Regions from separate parts of the Mus musculus genome. Here region 1 is linked to region 2. A link is a contact called in public promoter capture Hi-C data. All regions are on one chromosome and are shown on one strand. Each heading gives the region's core, a stretch centred on a gene start, on an enhancer-like site or on the middle of the called end of the contact. The rest is flanking DNA. Distances are from core to core; before and after follow the strand shown. Region 1 overlaps 1810062G17Rik (RIKEN cDNA 1810062G17 gene). Region 2 overlaps Ccdc144b (coiled-coil domain containing 144B).

Region 1 (5,660 bases), core at 2,156-4,655, 440 kb after region 2:
AACCTTGGATGGTGATTTGATTTTTCCCTTGTTTGGGGTATTGGCTGGAATTACAGGAGCTGCCTTCTTCAATTCTTGAAATAACAGAATGATTGACTTCAATTCCTCGTGCCTCTTTCTCCTTCCAAAAACTGTGGCCACCGAACCCAGCCCTCATTTCTCATGCTGATGATTCAATCCCTACCCATCCCACTCAAAAATGAAAATACATCTCTCTAAATCCATTCACAGCTCCGGAGCTGTGAGCCTAGCTACCGGCTACCAACACACCATCGCCCCACACACTCCACCTCATTCCAGCCTCCAGTCCTGCTAACATTTGCATCTTTCACTCTGTTCATTCATCCATGAATGTATTTTATGCCTTGCCTTTGACACTGAGAGCACAGGGGGTGGGAGGAAAGGTACACCGAATCTGTCTAGCTAGCACGCAGCCTGGCAGGTTAAGCAAGCTACTGGGTAGTGAGGGAATCAGTCAGGGAAAGCTCCGCATGGCAGTAGGAAGGTCTATGTGTCAGCTTAGCTGGGCTACAGGGTACCCAGATGTCTGGCTAGATGTCGCCTCTATGTTATGTCTATGAAGGCATTTCTGAAATAGCCTAGCATTGGATTGGTAAACTCTGTAAAACAGACACCTCCCTGGTAGGCCTAACCCCCTTTGCTAAGGGCTTAAATAGAACAAAAGGCCAGGAGGAACTGGTTCGTTTCTGCCATACTGCTGGATGGTAGTCTTCCTCCCATTGTGCTTCAGGTTCAGGCTTTCAGACTGGAATTAGGATTTACTCATGATTCTCCTCTGTGCTCTCCCACCAGCCTCCCGACCTCCTGCATACGCATGGCAGATGGTACAACCCTTTGCTTCTCCAGCCACATGAGCAATTTCTTATCAGTCTCTGTGTATGTATGTGACGTATGTATTTCATTGGTCTTGTTTTTCAAAGTTTTACAAAAGGGGGAACGATTTCATATACTAGTTAATTTGGGGTGGGGGGAAGGGTGTTCCATTCACAATAAGCAATTCTCCAACTCCTCAGATACTAATTGTATAAACTCCAATTGAATTTTGACTCTACCTGGGGAAAAGATCTACCTGATAGACTATGGGTTTAGTCCCATAAGACTATCTTCATTTCAGACACCCATTGTGAGTCCTGGGTTGAAAAAGAAAAAAATAGATTTAAAAGGAAAAAAAAAAGGAGATTTACTTTATGGACATAAGCATGTTGATTCCATGTATCATGTATATATACCATGTGCATGTCGGGTGCCAAAGGAGGTTAGAAGAGGATGTCAGATCCCCCAGGAACTAGAGTTACAGATGGTTGGGTCACCTTATGGGTGCTGGGAATCAAGCCAGATCCTCCGCAGAAGCAGCGAGTGCTGAGCCAATTTCCTAGCCCCCCTCATCCAACAATTTTGAACAATGGCTATATATCAGGTTTCCTACAGCCTCTTCCTCAGGTTTCATATAAAATTGAATGGTGAGTCACAAGACTCAGTAAGAGATTTACGTCTACTTATCAATTCATTATAAAAGCTATTATAAAACCTATTACAAAAGATACAGTGGAAAGGAGATATGGGGCAGGCACTGAGACCTCAGCCCCACCCTGCTTGTGTGCTGGCAGCCTATAACAAGGAGTGAGGCTGCAGGGGCAGCCATTCTGGTGTTTCCACTAGAGAGACATACCGTACATGTATGAGCAAGATGTGTGTGTTGCACCATCCACTGAAAGAGAAGCCTTTAGAGTCAGCATTTAGGGTGGGCAGTTAGAGGCTTAACCTTGCCCTGCTGCTCCTGGTGCCTCAAGGAGACACCATGAAGGACTCACCACCACCACCACCACCACCACCACCACCACCACCACCACCACCACCACCTCAAGGAGCCCCTCAGCTTATCTCAGCACTTTGATTGCACCACAGGGAAAGCCCTAAGTGTCATACAATCCAGCAAGCCTGTTCCGGATTCCTGACCTACAGTCATAGTAAGATCCTGTGGCCTTGAGGGTAAGCTATTACAAAGGCATAATTAATGTTCAAACAGTCTGTGTTGGAGGTCAACATGACTGAAATTCCAGGGCCACCTTCCAAGGTCATGATATTCATGGATTTTAAATAATGTCTGTGACCTATCTTTATTTTCCCCACTTCTTCACTTTCAGATACGGTTTAAAGTATTGTGATGAAGAACAGTTCCAATAGGTTACCTGGGGAACAGCTTGAATGGGTTATACAGGGAACAGAGGATTATCTGGGGGTAGTTTGAATGGGCTACATAGGAACAGCCTCAGTGAGCTATCTGGGGAACAGCTTGAGTGGGTTATCTGGGGATAGCTTGAGCCGGTTGTCTGATCAGTGTCTGATAGAATGACATGCAAAGAACAGTTCCAAATTTCTTTCACGGCTTACATGGCTTTAAAGACTCTGGAAAGGAAACAGACAGTCTCTTCATCTGAGCTCCCACCTTTCTAGAAAACCCATGTGAATCCTACAAAGTCCCTAGGAAACCAATCAAGAAATCTGAGTCGCATTTTTATAATCTGTCAAGGCCCTGGTTTTGATCTTCTGCACTGGAAGAAGGTAGGTGAGTAGGTGAATACTATGTAGTTCATTCTTACTCAGTAGGAAAAAAGAAAAAAAAAACAAAACAGAGAAACAAAGGAAGGAAGAAAAAAACTGTTGAACAAGAGGAATGAGACTTAGGAAGGACTAATCTATTGTTTCCATCTAGATGAAGTTTAGTAATAAGTCAGAAGGGCTGCTTATTTTAGGGGAGGAATTTATTAGTTGACTAAAAGCACAAGAGAGAACAGTTTCTAAAGTGATGCGAGGTTTGTGGATTTAAATATAGTCACAAAAAAAAGAATGTTTTCAGCATTTACTAGTAAATAAACATAAGGTTCCTATTTCAATATATGTGTATAGATGATGTAAAATTGCATGCAATTCCAATATAAAAATGTGCTTTTAAAATGTAGGTTTCAGAACACCCAAGTAAAGCAAAGCCCGTGTTTCCAAGGACTTTCAGAATCTGCCCTTGAGAAGGGGAAGCCCCTGGCGCCTCAGCTGGGATACAATCTTTTCTCCTCACTTTTCTCCCAGCAAAGAAAAAACGTAGGCTGCAGAAGAAAGGGCCCTCCAGGGTATAAAAGGCCCAGCACTCGGTGTGTTGTGGGGCGCGTTTGCTGGCCACAAATGACTCATCGTCCAGGAATCCCAAGAGGCCACCCGAGGAGGACTTCAGCTCAGAAGGGAAATGAAGAGGGAAAACATGCTAACAAAGCCTTCCCAGTTTTAGTCTGAGGCTTCTCTAGGGACGCCTGTGCTGCAGCTGTAACAGACAAGGATGGCCATGTTAGCAAGAGAGGAGCCCTGTGGAGCCGGTGAAAGCCAATGCGGTGTCCTAGTTCAAGGAGGCTGCAAGCCAGCTGGCTCACAGGTCACGAGCCTGCCTTGAGGCATTCCTAATCAAGGTAAAGGCCTCTCTGTGGTCCCCTGGGTCTGTCCAGGGCACGCCTTATCATTGTATTTTATGTCCAGAAAGTAAAACTACAGAATCCATTGCTATGCTCATTTGTATATAACATATTCACAATTATGAATCTAATAAAAAGCAACATACAGCATTGTTTGGCATGTCTAAGTTTGATATAGCTATTATTATACATGCTTTTAAACAGTTTTTGTACTCTACATTATGTTTCAACATATGAATGAAGGCAATGTGGGCACAGATGCACATGATTAAAAAAATGAATATATCTGACGTCATAAAGATTCTAAGTTCTGAATGTCAAACCAGTCTATAACTCAAGCTAAAGAACATAAGCTGCAAGATGTTATTTCTTTTCAACATCTAGTATGTTGAAAAATACTAAACTAAAATAGTTATATTTAACTGTTTATTAGCACGTGTTTGTGTATATGATGGGGGACTACAGGCTCTGGCTGTCACGTAGAGGTTTCAGAGGAACTTCGGGGAGTCAGTTCATCCCACTTCTACATGGGTTTAGGGATGGAACTCAGGCTGCCGGGCTTTCCCTGCAAGCGCCTTACCCACTGAGCCATCTTGCCAGCCCTGCAATTTAAAAGTCAAAAATGTTTGCTGCCTCTATAGTTAAAAAGCCTTTTGCCTTACTAGAGCCTGCCAACTTCCGTCCTCTGGAAGTATATTTTTTTGACGCTCTCCCCCCACCCACCCCCCATTTTTTCCCTTCTGGAATTAATTTCTATGTTAGCTACTATAACTATACAGAATTTTAAAAAGAATAATAGCTAATGAGCCTACACACCAGTTAACGATCTAGTGATCTCCCCATGCGTTCCAATCGTTACAAATCCTGGTTGGAACCCTAGCCAGTGCTTACATAACCGTGGTAAACAAACATACGTCAGAAAGGAGTCCAGGGAGCAAGCTGATTCTACTTGCCCACTGCTTCCCCGTTGTCCTCAATGCCTTCATCTGTGTCTGCAGCTTTCTTATCTTTAAATTCCTAGAGGAATTCCTTTCAGACATGCAAACTCACAACAGTGCGGGAACCTTCCCGTGGAAACATCATTCCAGCTGTTCAGTGGAGTGGTCTGTCCCGGCCAGTCCCTCCCCACCAGAGAGTTCTAAATCCAGCAGCCCCCTTGGGTCATGCAGCCTGGAATGAGTGATTGCCTACCCAAATGCTCTTGGACCCTAGTTCGTCTTTTTCCTGGCTCGTTTGCTGACTTTATGGATCCCGTAGTCCAGTATTTTTCCTGATAAAGACTGGAAAGGGGTGGTAAACTTTTAATAACTTGCATATCTGAACCTACCTTGTTGCTGACTAGGGACCCAGGCTTGGGAAGGACTCTAGGCTTGATGTCATTTTCCAGAAGCCATTCTGGCTCTTGCTCTTTTTAATCTCTGGGGCTCTGTAGCATCTTTTCACATAGTACTCAGGAACGACTTTTCAAATATCTCCCTGAAAATATCTCACCCCATTCCCCATATATGTGAATTCTATTCCTGGAATGCCTCTTATTAGTGTTGGGCTTCATGAATTCTAATGAATTCTCTTTCTATTTCTTAAATTTTTATCGTCTTTCTGGACAACTTCCTAAATTTCACCCTCCAAACTTCTGAAATATTCTACTACATTTACTGTCAGAAAGCTATATTAGAGTCTCTGAACAGTTTTATACCGCAGCTTCCTCCCATTACCCCAGGCACGTCTCTTCTTACCCACATGAAGACAGTAATAACTATAGGGATTTGTGTTTGTAAGATTCCTTCCTCTCTGAGTTCAGCTGCTGCTTCTGTGTATCTATTTTGTTTGTTTATATCCATCAAGATATATGTTCAGCTTGAATGTCTGATGATTCACATTTAAAAAAAAAAATCTCTCCTTAGTGATACCTGCCTGCAGTGTCAGCTCTTAAGAGACAGGTGAAGTTTGAGAACAGCCTAAGCCTCGTAGCAAGACCCTGTCTCCAAAGAAACAAACAAATAAACAAACAAACGGTAGAAAAGAGGTTGGAACACACCCCTAGAGTGAGCTGGGCAGTTTAACTGTGTTAGATTCTTCTGGGTTTGCTCCCAGCCAACTACCCCAGTAAAAGTTTGGGTGCCAACTCGCTTCATTCACAGATGTGCAGTAAATCCTCTTATTCAACCTTTATTCTGATGT
Region 2 (5,203 bases), core at 415-2,914:
GTAAGAGAGGGAAATTAAAGGAATATCAACAGAGGAAGAAGACATCAAACTATCCCTAGTTGCAGATGATACTGTACGCTAGAGATTCCAAGATTCTAGGACCGATAAACAAATTCAGCAATGTGACATGATACAGAATCAGCTGGCACAAATCAAGAGCTTTTCTATACATCAACAACAAACACACAAAGAAGGAGATCGTGGACACACACATTGAATGGTGAGTTGGTGGGTGGGTGGACTGGGTCTGGAAGAGCTACTTGCAGTTCCATGTGAGACTCAACACCATGCCAGGAGTTGCAATGGTACGGTGGCTGATTGGCAGGCAGGGAGGCAGAAGTGAGTCCGGGACCACCTGATGGGAGTTCTGGACCAGACCCCTTCCCCGAGGAACACTTGTTTTCACACTTCCGGAAGCCTGGATTGTTAAGCTCTGCTTGCCGACAGCACCCTATGTTTTTGTTTTTCATCTTACTGCTGCATACTCCTTGGCATTCCTCCCATAAATCAGCTCAACAGGCCTACCACACACACCATTAATTTTACACAATTCCCCTAAATCTTGTTACTGACTTTCTGTGTTAGTTACTTTTCTCCCTTGCTGTGATAAAAGCAAACTAAGGATGGACTCACAGCCCTGGCTGGTGTCCAGTTCAGCAAGTCAGGGAAACCATGGTGGTGGGCTTTGAGGAAGCTGGCCACTTGGCATTCATAGTCAGGAAGAATAGGGATGGCATGTTAGCCTTGAGTCCATTTCCTCCTTTTCATTTGGTTCAGAACTCCAGCCAGTGGAAAGCTGCTGTTCACTTTCAAGTTGTATCTTCCAACCTTGACTAACACAATCCAGGTATGACCTCACAGATAAGTCCAGAGACTGTGAAGTTTAATATTGTCAACTTGATATAGTCTAGACTCACCTGGGATGGGCTTCTGAGCATGCCTGTTGGGGTTATCTTGGTTACATACATTGGTGTGGGAAGATCCATCTTGACTGTGGGCAGGACAATTTCCTGGGCAAGTCAGCCAGGTTTGTATAAAATGAAGAAAGCAAGCTGAGTGCATATTCATTGCCCTCTGTGTCTTGACTGTACATGCACTCTGACCAGATCTCTCAGGCTCCTGCTGCTGTGATTTCCCTGTCAGGATGGAACATGTCCAGGAACTGTGAGCCAAGCAAATGCTGTCTCTGTTAACTTGATTGCAAAATAGTTTTATCCCAGCAAAAGAAAAGGAAGAAGAGGAAGAGGAGGAAGAGGAAAAGAAGGAGGAGGAGGAGGAGGAGGAGGAGGAGGAGGAGAAGAAGAAGAAGAAGAAGAAGAAGAAGAAGAAGAAGAAGAAGAAGAAGAAGAAGAAGAAGAAGAAGAAGAGAAAAATGAAAGAGAGAGAAAGAGAAAAAGAGAGAAAGAAGGAAAGAAAGGAAACAGAATTCGCCAGGGAGAAGAGGAGCATTGTTGTGATAAATCTGACCATGCCATGTGTTTTTCAGACCTTTAGATCTGGTTTGCAGGAGAAATAACCAAAAGTTTGAAACTGGTGGTCAGAAAAAAAACCATGAACGCTGTCAGCAGGATTTACCCAGCCATTTCAGTGGGAGCTGGGTAACAATGCTGATAGAAATGTAGACAGTTGTTGGGTCTTGGCACTTGAGGTTTCAGAGCCGAATAAGAATTCCTCAGAAACTGGGTCAGAGGCCATTTGTGCAATATTTTGGTTTATTCTGCCTGTGTTTTAAGGACCTAAGTCAAGATGAACTTAATGAGATAGGACTAACTTACTTGGCAGAGACGCAAGCCTTTAATTCCAGCACTTGGGAGGCAGAGGCAGAGGCGAATTTCTGAGTTTGAGGCCAGCCTGGTCTACAGAGTGAGTTCCAGGACAGCCAGGGCTACACAGAGAAACCCTGTCTTAAAAAACAAACAAACAAACAAACAAACAAACAAACAATTCAAGAAAGGAGGGTATTCAAGTCGATGCTGAGAAAACAGCTGTAATTGTTGAAGAGATCAGCACCACCAAAGAGAAAGAAACTCCCTGTGCTACAATGAGACAACAGGAAAGATGTCCTGAGGGCAAAATCACACTCTTTGGAGGCTCCATCTCCTGCTGATCCAAGTTCATTTAAAGACAGAACACCTATGCAGAAGAAATTCCCTGATCCTTCAAAGCATCTGCCTAGGAAAGTGTATTCCCAGAGTTAGCATACAGATGCTGTGCACTGTATATGAGAAAGCACTGCATCTCAAGCAGGGCAGCAGCATTCCTGTGGTGCTGATTTTCCAGACATGAAAGATAAAGAATTGAGGGGTTCATCAGGTCCAGAGAGCAGTGGAGGCCATCTTGGTGGGAACCAGAAAAGAATGCTGATAGAAAGGTAGACAGTGTCATCCTGGCTCTCTAGGTTTCAGACTGGAATAAGGACTTGCTCAGAGACTGGGTCAGGAGCAATTAGTATGCTATTGTTTGAGCTAACACCCTGTGACTACTGTGTATGATTCTGTTCAGAGGGAACCAGTAGACGTCAACCCAAAGGCTAAGTATGTTATTGGACTCCATCTGTGGCCTATCGCAGATACTTCTCTGCTTTCCACAATCTGACTACTTAATGTCCCCACCAATGTATTTTTAAAATACCTTAATTTATGATTTTCTCTTTTCTTGTACTATAAAAAGTCCATGAAAGTGTGACCATGTTGATATTTGGGCCATGGCTACTTACATCTGACTCCAGAATAAACTATTATTCTCCTTGAAGTGACTGCTGACTTTTTGTGCCGATGCCTAACATTTCATGTTCCACAGACCACAAGTGCTGCTGTTGCTAATGCTGTTTCTTCTTAGTCTTTTTCCCCTTCTTCTCCCCTCTTCTCCTCCACCCGCCCAACTCCACCTTCCTTCTCTACCCCTTCTTCTTCAGTGTTTCCCCATGTATCCCAGACTGCCTTCGGCCTTGGATTTTCCTCTGCCCTGCAAGGACTGGGATTGCACACACTACTGTAACCCCTGGGTGTAGCACTGGGGATAAAATCCAGGACCCCCCACCCCCACTAGCCAAAGTCTCTACCACTAAGCTGTCCCTGTAACTGCCAGGCATTTTAGAAAGGGAGCTGACGTCATACCTTACATTGCAGAGTTCTTGTCCTTGTTGGAGTTGTTCACGTGCTGCGTCTGCAAGCTTCTTACGGAGTCCGTTGACTTCATTCTCCACTGTTTGAAGTTTCTCTAGAAGTACTTTGCAGTGACCAGTTTTCAGTTGTATTAACCTTTTATATGAATGAATTGCATTCTGGATTTTTAATAGGCTACCAGAATCTGAACCAGGGAGAAAGCAATGTGGGAATAAAATACAGGAGTACATTTTATATATGAATGACTGCATGTTTTCTCATTCCTCCATCCCAATGCTGGACAGATAGAAGGTATATAAAGGACATGAGGCCGCTGGGGGAGGAAAATCGAGTTTGCATCCACATAGCACAGTAAGATAACTATGCTTAGCATTACTCGGTATCTTAAAACAGCTAGGAGAGACAATTCTCAATGTCCTCACAGGAAAGAAATGACAGACATTTGAGGCTATAGATCTATAAAAGCTATGTCTTGGTAATTATACATACAGTGCACATGTACTGAAATGCTATGCTGAGTCCCATAGGTGCAAGTAAAGATACATTCCTATGTGTTAGCTAAAATAAAATGTTATTTCACAAAGTGAATATTATTTTATCAAAATACCTGAAACACAAATAAAACTTCTACAATATAGAAATATCCACTACATGAAATATATGTATGTATATATATATATATATATATATATATATCACATATACAATGCACAAAGACATGGAAATATTAATGACATGAAAATATAAAATGTTACCCATGAAAATAAATGCAAACTATTGCTTAGTAGTTTGAAGATTTACTAAGATGTTAATGCTCAAAAGTCTAATAGTTAGCAGGGCCACAAACTTTAGTTTTTAATTGGCAAGCTGATTTTAAAATTTGCATCTACATCAATGGCTAGGTATTTAAGGAGTATATTCAAAGGTTTATGTTTAATCTTTACCACTATACAAAAGCAAACACAAATAAAGCAGACCTACCAAAAATCATATGGAAATGCATAAGATATAAACTACAAAAATTACCCTGAAAAAATAGCAAGAACAGGGATTGGTTTAAAATATAACAGATATATAGTAATCAAAACAGTGTGGCACTAATATAAAGAAAGCCAAATAAATCAGTGAAGAGCAACATAATCTATAGGGACAGACTCAAAGGAAGGGACCTTAGATGAAATGCCCAAAAGTAGGGAGAGGGAACTCATAGAGCCCACCTCCAGCAGGAAGACAGGGCATCAAGTGAGGGAAGGGGTTGCCATCCCACAGTCACATCTCTGACCCATAATTGTTCCTGTCTGAAAGAACTCCAGAGATGGAAATGGAGAGGAGCCTGAGGAAAAGAAGGTCCAGTGACAGGCCCAAAGTGGGATTCAGCTCAAGGGAGGTCCCAAAGCCTTACACTATTACTGGGGCTATAGAGCACTCACAAAAAGGGACCTAGAATGACCAGGAAAGATCCTGACAGAATGTAAAAGGTCACAGAAGCCCTGAAATTGGCAAGATAGATGTCACTGTTAGCAGAACTAGCTTCACTGATTTAGAAAAATAGAGGTGCACAATGCTCTGGCCACTCCTTGAACCTGTGTGTCTGCCAATGTTTTGACCGCTCCTTGAAACCATGTGTGTGCCCACTGATGAAGCCCATTGCCAGGTGTTTGTGATATTGGTTGCTGAGAAAGAGTCAGAAAATCCCCCAGCAACCACAGCCGGGCCAATCCAGAGTTGCTACACCTGCACCAGACTCTTTCCTTGTACCCCTCCCATACCCATTTCTTGAGAAATCATTTTAGAATAGACATTGTTTAGATCTGGAAATCCCCTACTCCCCCTTTTCCATCACCCCCTGAGGGCCTATAAAAACTGGGACCTCTTTCCCCTCGAGGTTGACTCCTCTACCCCTGTGTGGGATATGAGTTGTCCCCAGAGCTCTGGCTTTCCCCGAATAAAGCCTCATGTGGTTTGCATCAAGCTTGGTCTATCATGAGTTCTTGGGTGTCCGCTATTGTCCTGAGGCCTGAGCGAGGGACTCCTCTCAGAGTCTTTCAACTGCACTCCAGAAGACCCAACAAGCTGTG

The links. Promoter capture Hi-C pulls out the DNA fragments that hold promoters and counts their contacts.
Region 1: a promoter capture Hi-C map of 3T3-L1-derived adipocytes shows a contact between it and region 2, with 3 times the contacts expected there. The contact joins two enhancer-like sites. A contact is called at or near these places in 4 of 39 promoter capture datasets (3T3-L1-derived adipocytes, cranial neural crest, hippocampal neurons and 1 more) and 2 of 115 datasets of contacts at active chromatin or transcription factors (astrocytes and embryonic stem cells).

Annotation. Positions count from the first base shown.
Region 1 is chr3:36,478,671-36,484,330 of GRCm38.p6, forward strand. It overlaps 1810062G17Rik (RIKEN cDNA 1810062G17 gene), which reads left to right. Exons shown (of 3, transcript NM_028183.1): 2 at 814-897; 3 at 3,106-3,629. The coding sequence ends at 3,306. Among named protein-coding and RNA genes, the nearest start is that of 1810062G17Rik, 5.6 kb to the left of the region's middle. Within about 2 kb of position 3,406, at least 216 of the 459 cell types and tissues checked have an H3K27ac peak or open chromatin away from gene starts, as enhancers often do. A contact at or near this core is called in 3T3-L1-derived adipocytes, where this site is marked.
Region 2 is chr3:36,043,592-36,048,794 of GRCm38.p6, forward strand. It overlaps Ccdc144b (coiled-coil domain containing 144B), which reads right to left. Exons shown (of 12, transcript NM_178418.4): 3 at 3,117-3,309. Among named protein-coding and RNA genes, the nearest start is that of Ccdc144b, 7.4 kb to the right of the region's middle. Within about 2 kb of position 1,665, at least 5 of the 459 cell types and tissues checked have an H3K27ac peak or open chromatin away from gene starts, as enhancers often do. A contact at or near this core is called in 3T3-L1-derived adipocytes, where this site is marked.